Regions from separate parts of the Oryctolagus cuniculus genome. Here all the other regions are linked to region 1. A link is a contact called in public Micro-C data. All regions are on one chromosome and are shown on one strand. Each heading gives the region's core, a stretch centred on a gene start, on an enhancer-like site or on the middle of the called end of the contact. The rest is flanking DNA. Distances are from core to core; before and after follow the strand shown.

What was found. A called contact is a pair of places that touch in the nucleus more often than the background predicts.
Region 2: a contact with region 1 is called in a Micro-C map of ear pinna, with 5 times the contacts expected there. The contact joins the promoter of DDX50 here to the promoter of PBLD in region 1. A contact is called at or near these places in 2 of 6 Hi-C or Micro-C datasets (ear pinna and psoas muscle).
Region 3: a contact with region 1 is called in a Micro-C map of ear pinna, with 5 times the contacts expected there. The contact joins the promoter of CCAR1 here to the promoter of PBLD in region 1. A contact is called at or near these places in 2 of 6 Hi-C or Micro-C datasets (ear pinna and an unstated tissue).

What each region holds. Positions count from the first base shown.
Region 1 is chr15:60,235,633-60,239,585 of mOryCun1.1, forward strand. PBLD (phenazine biosynthesis like protein domain containing) reads right to left here and starts at 1,700. Exons shown (of 10, transcript XM_070057146.1): 1 at 1,677-1,700; 2 at 1,267-1,492. The coding sequence starts at 1,700. It overlaps HNRNPH3 (heterogeneous nuclear ribonucleoprotein H3), which reads left to right and starts at 179. Exons shown (of 10, transcript XM_070057750.1): 1 at 179-705.
Region 2 is chr15:60,697,044-60,700,996 of mOryCun1.1, forward strand. DDX50 (DExD-box helicase 50) reads left to right here and starts at 1,842. Exons shown (of 16, transcript XM_070057770.1): 1 at 1,842-1,916.
Region 3 is chr15:60,578,348-60,582,300 of mOryCun1.1, forward strand. It overlaps CCAR1 (cell division cycle and apoptosis regulator 1), which reads left to right and starts at 1,992. Exons shown (of 24, transcript XM_017348736.3): 1 at 1,992-2,131; 2 at 3,153-3,274. The coding sequence starts at 3,202.

The DNA.
Region 1 (3,953 bases), core at 450-2,949:
GCGGAGGCGGCTCCGTTGGGGGGCAGGAGGACCCCGTCCTGAAGCCGAAATCGGGCCTGTGGACATTTTTGTCTCTCGGCAGAGTCCCGTTTTTTACTACATAACGCAAACATGGTGGAAGGAAAGAGCCCTCTCGGCCTTTGGCGGCCGAGTCACGTGGCGCCATTTCCACGCACTTGACGCGGGGAAGAAGGTGGGGCCTCTATGGAATTTGCTGGCTGTGGAGCCTAGCACTGGGGAACTTCCTTCAAAACACAGTAACGGGAGCGCCTCCGCCCCTCTCTCCTCCTCCCCGAGGGTACAGAAAGGTGTACTCTGAGCTTTAGACGGTGGTAAGGTGAGCAAGAAAGGCGGAGTCAACCCGGCTCCCTCACTAAGCCGTCCGAGTAGGGCGGCTCTTCACTTTTCCGCGGAGCGGCCCGCTGACGCGCAAGCGCACTTCGCCCGGGCCGCGTCAAGGCGGGACCGGTCTCGCGAGACCCTGAGGCCGGCTTTCGTCGCGCTCGCTCCGCCCCCTCCTTCTCGCTCCCTCTCTCCCATCCCCCCAAGCCAGTCGCTCTGCTGCGCAGCTCCCTTAGCGGTTGCCACTGCTGGAGACGGTTGGGAGGACCGTTGTAGGGAGCGCCGCACGAGGCGAACGACTGCCCCCTCCTCACGACCGGACCCTCACGAGCACCGGCGTCGGCGCTTCTATCGCCCGACAGGGTATCTGAAGTAAAAGGGGGTAGGTTGGGCTGGTGGTTTCGAGAGCGGAGTCGGGAGAAGGACGAGACCCAGGAGGGGGTGGGGCGGGGGGGAAGTGTGGAGGTCGCCGCTCGGAGGCGGGCGGGGCTGCGCCTCCCGGGCGATCTCCCACTTCTAGGAGGGCGGCCTGCCGGGCGAGGACTTGCTCGGGTGGAGCTCGGTGGACGACGCGGAGGCCCGAAGTGGAGGGCGTCCAGCCCTTCTCTCTGCCTTGCTGGTTTGGCCTCCGCCATTTTGGGTACGGTGGCGCGGCCACCTTGGCTTCCCGCCCTTCCCCGTTCCTTCTACTTCTTGTTCCCAGCTTTGGAAAGACGGATTGAGCTGGCCGGGGCCGGGGGCGGGGGGTGGTCCAGCTCCCTGGCAGGGGATGAGGGTGGGCGCGAAGCGAGCAGGGCCAGGCCCGGCAGCGGGGCTGGGGGGAGGGTCAGGGCTGCCGCCGGGCGCGCTCCCGATGGAAATGGCGCCGGATGGGCCTGGCCTCCCACCGCAGCCTCCCTTCCTCCGCAGCCTCGGCAGGGCTACCTGGCGGGACTGCCGGTGACTTCTGACGCAGATTCCCAAGATGAGAGAGGCCGGAGCTGGGGCAGGAAAGCCAATGGCGACGGAGGCGCTCAGCTCCCAAATCCAGGACAAAGGAGGCAGACGGCCTCCTTTGTACTTCCGCCGCCCGGTGGCGAAGGTTTTTAAGCCCAGCTTGGCTGCCGGCCGGGGAGGGGGTAGGGGCGCGCTCTCCCGAGCTCTCCGGTCTCTAGGGCAGCTAGATAAACGGAAAGCCTCCGGGGAGGAATAAAGGACGCTTAGCCGGCCCTTAGATTCCAGATTTGGAACTTCGAAAAGAGTACGTACTCATTTTCCAAAGAGGTTGTTTTCTCACGCTTGAACGTTTGTAACGACTTTGGGTGATTTTGCCAGCAGCAAGCTGGGGGACTTACCGAATAGGACTGTGAAATGGGCATGTTTCAAAGAGGCCGTCGAGGCCCAGTGAACTGTGAGCACTTTTTGGACTTTTGGGCCGGGGTGGGTGGGTGGCTTAGCAATGGCTTTGTGTAGTTTGGCACAGATGGGTTGGAATTTGTTTTTAAGTAGGAGTTTTGCTTTTGGAAAACAGTTGTTAAAACACAGCCAGCGATGGCCAAAATGTGTTTATGTATGTAGGAGTTGAGTCGCTATTAAATCTCGAAGAGTATTTTGTGCAGATAATATTTTCCCTTACCATGAAGGCCGTAGAAGTAAAATACTTGATACAGAAGTATATTAATACTTTGAACAGGAAATAAGCGTTCTGAACACTACGGCATAATGTAAGCTCAGTCACATGGCAGTGCGATGGGGGAGGGCTCAGAACATCGGAGAGCTGGCTTGGTAATTTTCCTTGAAGATAGAGACGAGGGGCCAGGCTTAAGAATAAGCGGTTTAAAAAATACCTGTAAGTCTTTACGGGAAGTGTTACCTACTTTTCCAGTTTTAGAACCAGAAAAAAACTGCGTGCTGTTGAAAATGTTTTGTGATGCTTTAATCGAGGATAAGTTTAACTAAATCTTAGCTTGAGACGCAGATTTTCGTGGAGTTTGTGAAACCAGCTCAGATTTTTTTAGTAGGAGATGACCCACAGCTTTTCTGATTGTGTTAAACTACCATACACACCTGTTTTTTACTGGCCATCTTTCTATCATAGTCTGGAAATCTAATTGCATTTTTAAGCAATAATGTTACCTTTTGATGTCTTACCTGGTAAACAGGAGTGGACTGCAGTAGGTAAAACCTTGGTCCTAGTAAACGTATTTATAATTTTTGAAGACTAGGCTCCTTTAGATATTAGTGGTGTCTGATTTTCTAATTTAAAATTGAGGAGCAAGAACTTCAGAAAAAGAGGAACCAAGTAAAATTTGCGTTAAACATGTTTGCCAATTTTTTTGTCAAAAAGTTCATTCTCTTTTATTTTTTGGCATTATATTAAAAATGGAAAAAGTTCCTTTGGCACTCATGGTGCTTCCTCCCCCCCAGGCCATTCCTAGTTTTTAGAAAATTATTTTTTTTGATACATCAGATCCTGTATGACACTTCAACAAATAAAATAGTTTTCCATGTTAGGGGAGTTCTGTATTTCAGTTAATCTCTATTAGATGTTCTTTTAAAAAAGTAGCTTTGAGATAATGAGCAAATCAAACTTCACCCATTTAAAATGTTAAGTTCTTTGGGGTTTAGTGCATGGACGGTTTTGTAACCATCACTAGAATTTATCACTCAAAGATTGCTATACCCATTAGCGGTCATCCTACATGCTAATTCCCTCTCTCCCCTCAGGTCTACAACATTGGTGAAGCAGTCTGGTAGCTTTTTGTATTGTAGATATTGGTTTAAATAGAGGCAATATCAAGGGCCTTCAAAAAGTCATGGGAATTTTATAACAAGGGGGGGGACTATATGCCTGGATTTCAGGTTTTTTAATCAAAATATTTCCATTTTCCATGAACTTTTTGCAGTGCCCTTGTATTTAAAGTCATACAGAATTGACTAGTTTATCTTCCTATTTCAACTGCTGGTATTTTTAATTGGTGTTAACACTTGGAATTCTTCAAGCAGAGCGGTGATTAGACATGACATTGTTACAGCAAAGAAAGGTTGAGATGGATTATCCTGAATAGTTAATAAACTGTTCAGGTAATTTCTGACAGCTTTATTAAGGTATTAAAACAGATGACCTTTTTGTATGAAGGGGTGGTAAAAAACAGTACGAAATGGTAAAAAAAAAAAAATGCTAAGATCTTCCCACCATGAATTAGATCGATTTTTCAGAGTTCTTAAATTTTTCATGGTGAACTAATATTTGATGTTAGATCCCTTCCACTTTTTCTCTTGTTCCTAAGTCCCTCTATGGGAAACACTTCTTAGGTTGGTGCCTTGTTTTTTAGGGGGGAAATTTTAAGAAAATGGTGGAGATCTTCAAATATGACATTTTTCCGAACTGATAAAGGAAGTTCTTTATGAGGATACTTTATATTAATAGTATTTAATAGTATACCTTATATTAATGGTATTTAACTTTTCAAAGCCTTTGACTTTGGAAGAGAATTTTTAACAGACGTTGTTTCCTTTTAAGACTTAGAAATGTTTTCTGTCCTTTAAGGTTCATTTCATAATTTCTATGTCTTGGTTTTATGAAAATCAGTAACAACCAGTGAATGCTTACTGTGAGGCAGATCCAGCAC
Region 2 (3,953 bases), core at 592-3,091, 460 kb after region 1:
GTTGAGTCAGTCATGTGTCAGTTTATTCTTGTCCTCTCCACAGCAGTCAGGGATCGGGTTCTGTGAGTTTCGGGCATAGAGTTTGGGGCAAGAGACTGCAGTGTTTAAGTCTCAGATTATCATCCTTTAAAACTAGTACACTTATTTATTTATTTATTATTTTGGACAGGCAGAGTGGACAGTGAGAGAGACAGAGAGAAAGGTCTTCCTTTGCGTTGGTTCACCCTCCAATGGCCACCACGGCTGGCGCACCGCACTGATCCGAAGCTGGGAGCCAGGTGCTTCTCCTGGTCTCCCATGGGGTGCAGGGCCCAAGCACTTGGGCCATCCTCCACTGCACTCCCTGGCCACAGCAGAGAGCTAGCCTGGAAGAGGGGCAACCAGGACAGAATCCGGCACCCCGACCGGGACTAGAACCCAGGGTGCCGGCGCCAAAAACTAGTACACTTATTAGTCACCTGAATTCAAACAGTGTTGGCCTTTCCCTTCTCAGATGTGCTGTTGGGACCTCTGATACGTAAGTGAATACCGAAAATATTTTTGATTTCTGAGGAGCTGAAACTTTCTGACCTTTGACCACAAGATATTAACATCTGTTCCTTTTATCCCAGTTTTACATAGTGATTTGCTATCCATGTCTACCGTTTCTGTGCTCATCATCACACCCTTTGTAGGGCTAGAGACTGATTTAACACGGTAGAATGGGGAGTGGGAGCGAAGAGTGGGACTAAATTAGGATTGTGGAAAACACAGATCCAGAGATGCGTACCTATTCTCATAACCTAGGGAGATGCATTCTTCCATAATCAGTAGCTGAACACTCCTTGTGTTTAGTACTGAATCCATAGTTACTTTTAGACTTTATTTTTTTTCACCTCAAGTCAATCCCTAAATCATGCAGAAGACCTGGCGGAATCAGAAATTTAACATATTTGGTCCCAGTTACTTGGGTGAACACCCCAAATCAGCACACGTCGCAGTGGGTAATTTTGCTAAGACAAATGAGATGCTCATGTTAGGAGTATGTGCCCCAGACACTGTCAAGCGGCTCGCTGAGTGCCCCTGCGCCTTCATCTCAATTTGGGTCCTTCTCTTAGGCGTTGAGTTCCTGGGTTGAAGAGATCATTGAGAAAAGGCGCAGAAAATAAAGCCAATTAGCTAGCACTGGCGTAGGAAAAGGGACAGGCTAAGGAAGTTACCCTTTGTAACGCCAAAGGCTTCCGTTTTGTGTAAGGCTGCGATTTAGGGGCAGTTAATCCCCATCCGTAAAACTGAACCCCTTTTTATTCGTCGCAAACACGTTATCTGTTGAACGCATTTAGGTTTTCTCTCTGGCCGAAACTGTTAGGTGTCTTCGGGTTTTTCCTGCTCATTGTTTCATGGGAGCATCTCCCCCCAAACCCTTGTCAGACTCGAGGCTTTCAGGTAGGTGTGGCAGAAAAGCACACTCGCTCATCTCAGATCCAAGCAAAACATTCGCTAGTCCTGACTGTACCACTCAAAGATTTTGTGACCCAGGGAAGTAAATTCCTTTCTTGGGTGGGTTCGGCTTCCTCAAGTCAAACGCGGAGCGTGAGGACTAAAACCAGCCGACGACCAGCTAAATGATCAAAACCTAAGAATTCGGGGTGGACGTCTATCCAGTCAGCCCCAGCCTTCACCTCCAGCCCACTCGGGACCCCAAGAAACCCCTTCCCCACTGCGAGGCGCTGCTAGACTGGCGCGAAGCCGTTGGACGTTAACGCCTCCTCGCACCCCGCCCGCAACGGGCGGGGCCCAGGGCCGCAGCTTCCGGCCGCAAATAGCGAGGCTGCGCGTGGCGCCCCCACCCACCTCGGCTCCGGCCGGCCCGCGAGCCGGGTCGCCGCGCGGGCCGACCCTCTCCACCGCCATCGAGGGGTTCCCCAGCCTCAGAAGTGAGTGTCGAAGATTCCCGAGCAGAACTCTGCAGTGGGGAAGAGATACAGAGAAATCACTTATGCTAATCAGCGCGTGCGTCCTTCATGATGATTGGCCAGAGTTTTACTCTGCACGCCAATCACTTTGGAACGAGGGCGGGACACTCGAGAACTTTCATTCTCATTGGTTGGGAGGTAGCGGCGCAAGGAAAAAGTGTGCGCCGAAAGGATCCGGGATTATTTTCCCCGCCGAGCGGTGCGTGTCCCGGAAGTGACGCACGGCCCTGGCCGGGCGGCTGTCCTGCCCCCGTTTCCTTTTTCGCTGGCGCTGCCCGTAGGTGGTTGTGGCCACCGCGCCCTGAGGCAGGCGGAGGCGGCGGCCAGTAATGCCTGGGAAACTCCTGTGGGGGGACATTATGGAGCTGGAAGCACCTTTGGAGGAGCCCGACAGCCTGAGGAAGGAGAGGCGAAAGGTGCGCTGAGGATGGGCCGCGCCTCCTTCGGGGCTGCGCCGGCTTGGGCGGGGAGGGGAGCTGTCCCTGATGATGGCCTGTCACATCCGAGCGGGAGCTTGGCCCTCGGCCCTCTGCGGTCGCTGCGGGACCATTCCCACCGCCACACTCCCGCCCTGCAGAAGGGCGGCCCTGGGCTTTGACTCGGCCTCCGCTGGCCCTTCCTTCAGCCCTTCCTTCAGCCCTTCCTGTTGGCGCCCGAAGCGTGTGCGAGATGGGCAGGCTCAAGCTCCCATCACCGGGATATCCGTTTCTTTGCTCTTCTTTCTTAAGCAGAGAGGCCTGTTTGGTTCTCGTTGGCTACCTTAGAAGACGATTAAGAAAAACGATTCCCTTGGAAATGTATTGTTTCTCAGTCACCCTGTCCTGTGTGCAAGCATCCTGGGGACAGCGAGCCTAGGTTTATAAACCTTGATAACTATAGAGGCTTAAGGAATGGTATCAAAGCCGGGGTTGCCAGGATTTGCCTGTGAGGGAGATCGTGTGGATTGCATTATTAATAGCGCTTACTATTGGTGTTCTCATTCAATCCGTGGGTATTTATTATTTGTGTCTAACTTGCACCAGCCTCTTTGTTGAGTATGAAGGTCTTTAATTAAGTGTAAGAAATGATCCTCACCTCAAGGAGCCTGTAGAGACTTCAAGTCCCGAAACAATTAGGGGAGTACAGGTGCAGAAAAATGCATAGGTAAAATTTTGACAGGAGACATCAGACCTGCAGAAAGAAAGCAGTGGGAGAAGGTAGCGGTATTTGAACTGTGACATTTGGCAAAAGAATAAGATGTAGTCTGTGAAGTGGTAGAGAGTAGAACCTACCTGACCAGCCATATCACTAGGGTAAACTTACCAACTGGTTTCTTTTATTGTAGGATACACAAAACTTAACATTTACCATTTAAAAAAATTATTTATTTATTTGAAAGGCAAAGTTATGGAGAGGCAGAGGCAGAGAGAATGAGAGAGGTCTTCCATCTGCTGGTTCACTCCCCAAATGGCTACAACAGCTGGAACTGAGCTGATCCGAAGCCAGCAGGTGGGAGCTTCTTCCGGGTCTCCCTTGTGGGTGCAGGGGCCCAAGGACTTGGGCCATCTTTCAGGCTGTAACAGAGAGCTGGATTGAAGTGGAGCAGCTGGGACTTGAATTGATGCTCATAGGGGTGCTGGAACTAAAGGTCGCGGCTTTACCCACTACGCCACAGCGACAGCCCCAGCTTTTACCATTTTTAAGTGTATAGTTCTGTGGCATTGAGTTTTGCAGCCATCACCAACATCTATCTCCAGAACTTTTTTATTTTCCCAGACTCTGCCCATTAAATACTAATTCAAATTCCCCCCTTCTCCTGTCCCTGACATTCACCATTCTGCTTTCTGTCCCTGAATTTCACTGCCACAGTTAGGTACTAGGGTGTAAGTAGAATCTCTAAGCAGTTATTTTAATTTTAGCTCCTCTTGGAACACTTCTTTTTTCCTTTTGCATCCAAATCTTGTATCTGTCAGGCTCCCCTTTGAAGGCTGTTCCAGTAGTTATCATGTAATTGGGATT
Region 3 (3,953 bases), core at 742-3,241, 340 kb after region 1:
TGCCACAGCACAGGCCCCTCAGATCAGACTTTTAAAAAGCCCTTGGGAAGCCAAGCTTTGCCATCAGACTTTGCCTTCAATAACCTATAGATTTGGAGGACTCTTAAATTCCAAAGTATTCTAGAAAGTGACATTCTTTACCCACTGGTAAGGTAACCATGCAAGGGAATCATGTATACAAACTATCATCTGGCGTTGGTTATTGTGGCACAGTGGGAGAAGTTACTATATGACCAGAAAGGAGAAACATGGAGACAGAGATCTTCCATGCTCTGGTGTACTCCCTAATAGTCCACAGCAGCTGAATCTGGGCCAGCCTTTACCCAGGAGCTAATAACTCCTTCCCAATCTCTTCCACATGAGTGGTAGGTACCCAAGAACTTCAGCCATCACCTGTTGCTGGTATCCCCTATGAGCACTGGTTCCAGTTCCACCTGTTCCACTTCAGATCCAGCTACCTGCTAACGCGCCTGGAAAAGCAGTGCATGATGGCTCAAGTGCTTGGACCCCTGCTACCCATATGGGAGACTGCAATGCCGTTCCAAGCTCCTGGGATTTGGCCAAACACCAGTCTGGCTGTTGTGGTCTTTGAGGGGTGAAACGTTAGATGGAAGAGTCTACCATTCCTGTCCCCTGATTCTTGGCATCCTATCCATCTTTTTGTTAATTCACCTGGGAAGGCAGCAGATGATGTTCCAAGTACGTGGTTCCCTGCCACCCACATGGGAGACCTAGATGTTGTTCCTGGCTCAGCTCCAGCTCTTGAATCCATTTGGGGAGTGAACCAGTAGATGGAAAGGTCTTCCTGTCTGCCTTGCAAATAAGTAAAATCATCAAAAATAAAATAGCACCAGTCTTTTTTTTTTTTTTTTTTTTGAGATCCTTTTTTTCCCCTGAGAGTTTTTTTTTTTCTTTCTGAGAGCTCCTAAGGTCAATCTTAGTTTCATAACGTTGTTTAGTCTGTATCTGAAATTATGACTCGCCAATGAAAGCTTTGCTATTATAATCAGTGTCTTTATTTGTGTACTGTTTCAAAGAGAACAGATTCCAAATAAATTGAAGCAAATTACTGTATTGCCACTAAAATAAGAATGTCCACTAATAGTTTCTGAATTCTGGCTAGATCTTGCCATGAGAAAAATTGCTTCTTCATCTTTGCTCAAAAACATTACAGAATTGTAAGTTACAGATAGTTTACATGGAAGGGGAGTTTCCTTACATCTGGAAGGAAAAACAAGAAAGAAGAGGAATATAGGCCATAAAATGGAATGAAACACTGATACTGGCTGCAACATTGATGAATGTCTAAAGAACTGGAAGACCACATATTGAATGATTCTATTTAAATGAAACGTCCAGGGTAGGCGAATCCTGAGAGAGAAAGAAGGTAGAGGTTATCGGGGCTGTGGGGAGCGGAGGGCAGGGGCATGAGTTTATTTTTCAGGTGGTGCAAAGGTTCTGGTAGTAGTGGTGGTGATGTTGGCACAACCTCATGTTTACACTAAAAGCCACTGAATTGTACACGTTAGAATACTTATATTTTAAATACTAAGTTCAATGTTATGCAAATATCCTTTGTATTACCCTAAAAAGTGTTAGGGTGCTAACGGGATGTGTTTATTGTTCCAGTAAGTTTAACTGGAAGGGGGGAAAAAAAATCACAAAATGGCGGCTGTCCTCACGGAGTCACGTGACCGCCATTACTTGCTTTGCCACCCTCAAGGAAGCCTTTCCCTCCCCTCGCTAGCGCAGAGACGTTCCCTGCTCATTGTTTAGCGAAGCCAAGGTAACCCTTCCAAGGCGCGCTCCAGATCCGGCAGCAGAGTCCAAGGCAAGTCGTCTTGAGGGCGGCCGGGGAGCGCGCACGTACAACGTCGCCCCGTAAGCGCCGTTCTTGCGGGAGATGTGGAGGAGGGGAGCGCGCAGAGGAAGAGGGGGAAGTCGGCGCATGCGCCTGAGGCTGACGGGTTTGAAATGGCTTCGGTGTTAGCCGGGACCCGACTCAGGTGAAGGTCTGGTACGCGCAGTTGAAGCGTTGGGCGGCCGAGCCGGGGTTCTCCACGTCCTATCGGATCCGCGGAAGGGCTGGGAGCGATCGTCTCGGTGGCACGGCTTCCGCGGGCCGGCGACGGTGGGGCTCTCGTGGGGCTGGGGCGGGAGGGACGCGGTCCCTTTTGTGCGGGTCGGAGCAGGCCCCGCGCGGCCGGCCCCTCCCCCACCGCCACGCTCCTGCCCCGCGGCCCCGCGGCCTCGGCCTGGCGGGGCTGCGGCCAGTCGTCCCGGGCCGCCGAGACGGCTGCGGTTGTAGTCTCCCAGCCTCCGGGCCTGGGGCATCGGGGCGGCCGGCGGTGGTGCGGGTTTTGGGGGACGGAGGCATTTTGCGACCTGCCTGCGGGTCGAGGCGACGAGGGCTCGCAGTAGCCCCCTGTCGGCGCTTCACCCCATGTGGCGGAGCGGTGGGTTTTGTCTCCCGAGGCCTGCGGCCCGCCGGGAGTGAAGACCGCAGGAAGATGGATGGCCGGGGGCTGGCCGGCGGTGCTCGGCGGAGGGGGATGCGCGGGCGGAAACCTTCGCCTCTTCTGGCCGGACTTTGGGGGGAGGGGTCCTCGCAGCGGTTCTTGAAGAGGCATCCGTTATCTCAACTGCCTTTCCCCTCGAGGGAAGGGAGAAAAGAAGCGCCCCCAGCCCCTTTCCCTTTGCTACTCGAGAAAGTACGGCGATGTTCGTTAGATGAGATCCTTAAATCCCTTTACTTGGGGTCTCGTCCTGTTTCCGTTATTGATCTCAGCGCTGCTCTAACCTTGGCCTTCCCTCCTTAACTCATTGCCAAGAGAAACACGCAGGCTGTTTTCCAATGTAGAGTTGTGAACTTAACTGTAAGCAACTGGGTCGAGACCGCGGATGGTCTTCGGTTTAAATGTGACAGTCCATTTTTTTTAAAAAAAGAGTGTAAGTCGTTTTTAAAAAAACAGTGTACTTTTGGTGATCTGCTTGATGTAAAAATGTTTTTGCTGCATTTCAAATTTTCATTTGCTCCCCGTCTTCCAGTTATTTCTTTTTGGGAAGATATCCTTGATACACGGAGCATTTTCTTTCTTTTTGTGACATCGATAGTTTGGTTGAACTTTAAAATGTGGATCTTTTCTTAATAGGACGCTGCTGTAGAAGACAAACAAGCAGAGGTTTTTTCCCCCTTGCATCATGGCTCAGTTTGGAGGACAGAAGAATCCGCCATGGGCTACTCAGTTTACAGCCACTGCGGTATCACAGCCAGGTCAGGCTACTGAACTCATGTACTGTAAAGGTGGAGTGAGGCTATCCATGGGATGGTGAAATGCTTGCCAGTGCTGTGTTTGCAAGTGTGGTTTCATGGTTTTTAAATACCTTAAGTTGATTACGTTTTCATTCTAAGTTAGCAGCCACTCATTGTACTATATTTGCCATGCTAAGATGTCTGTATTCAGAAGGTACATTTAAAAGTAAATGTATTTAAAAGCCATGCTTCTTGAAGAACTGTATGTGACTATTCTGTTTGAATTGAAAGTAGACAAACAGACTAAAGAATTTTATTACCAGGCAGAAGTAAAAGATAAAATAGTTGTAAAGGCAGTAAATTAACATTTACATTGTCAAAATAAGGTCAGAAGAATTTCTTTTTCAAAATAAAGTCAATAAAAAATGTTGAATCTGTTTTAATAAATTTCTTCCTGATTTTCTTTGGAAGAAAACGTTTATTTATTTGGAATGCAGAGTGACAGGGAAGGAGGGAGGAAGAAAGATCTGGAAGAATTTTTTTAAAATTTTTTATAGGTATAGTTACAGAGATGCAGACAGAGAGGACCTTCAACCACTGGTTCACTCCCCAGATGGCCGCAGCAGCCTGAAATGAGTTGATCTGAAGCCAGAAGCCTGGAGCTTCTGGGTCTCCCATGCAGGTGCAGGGGCCCAAGGAC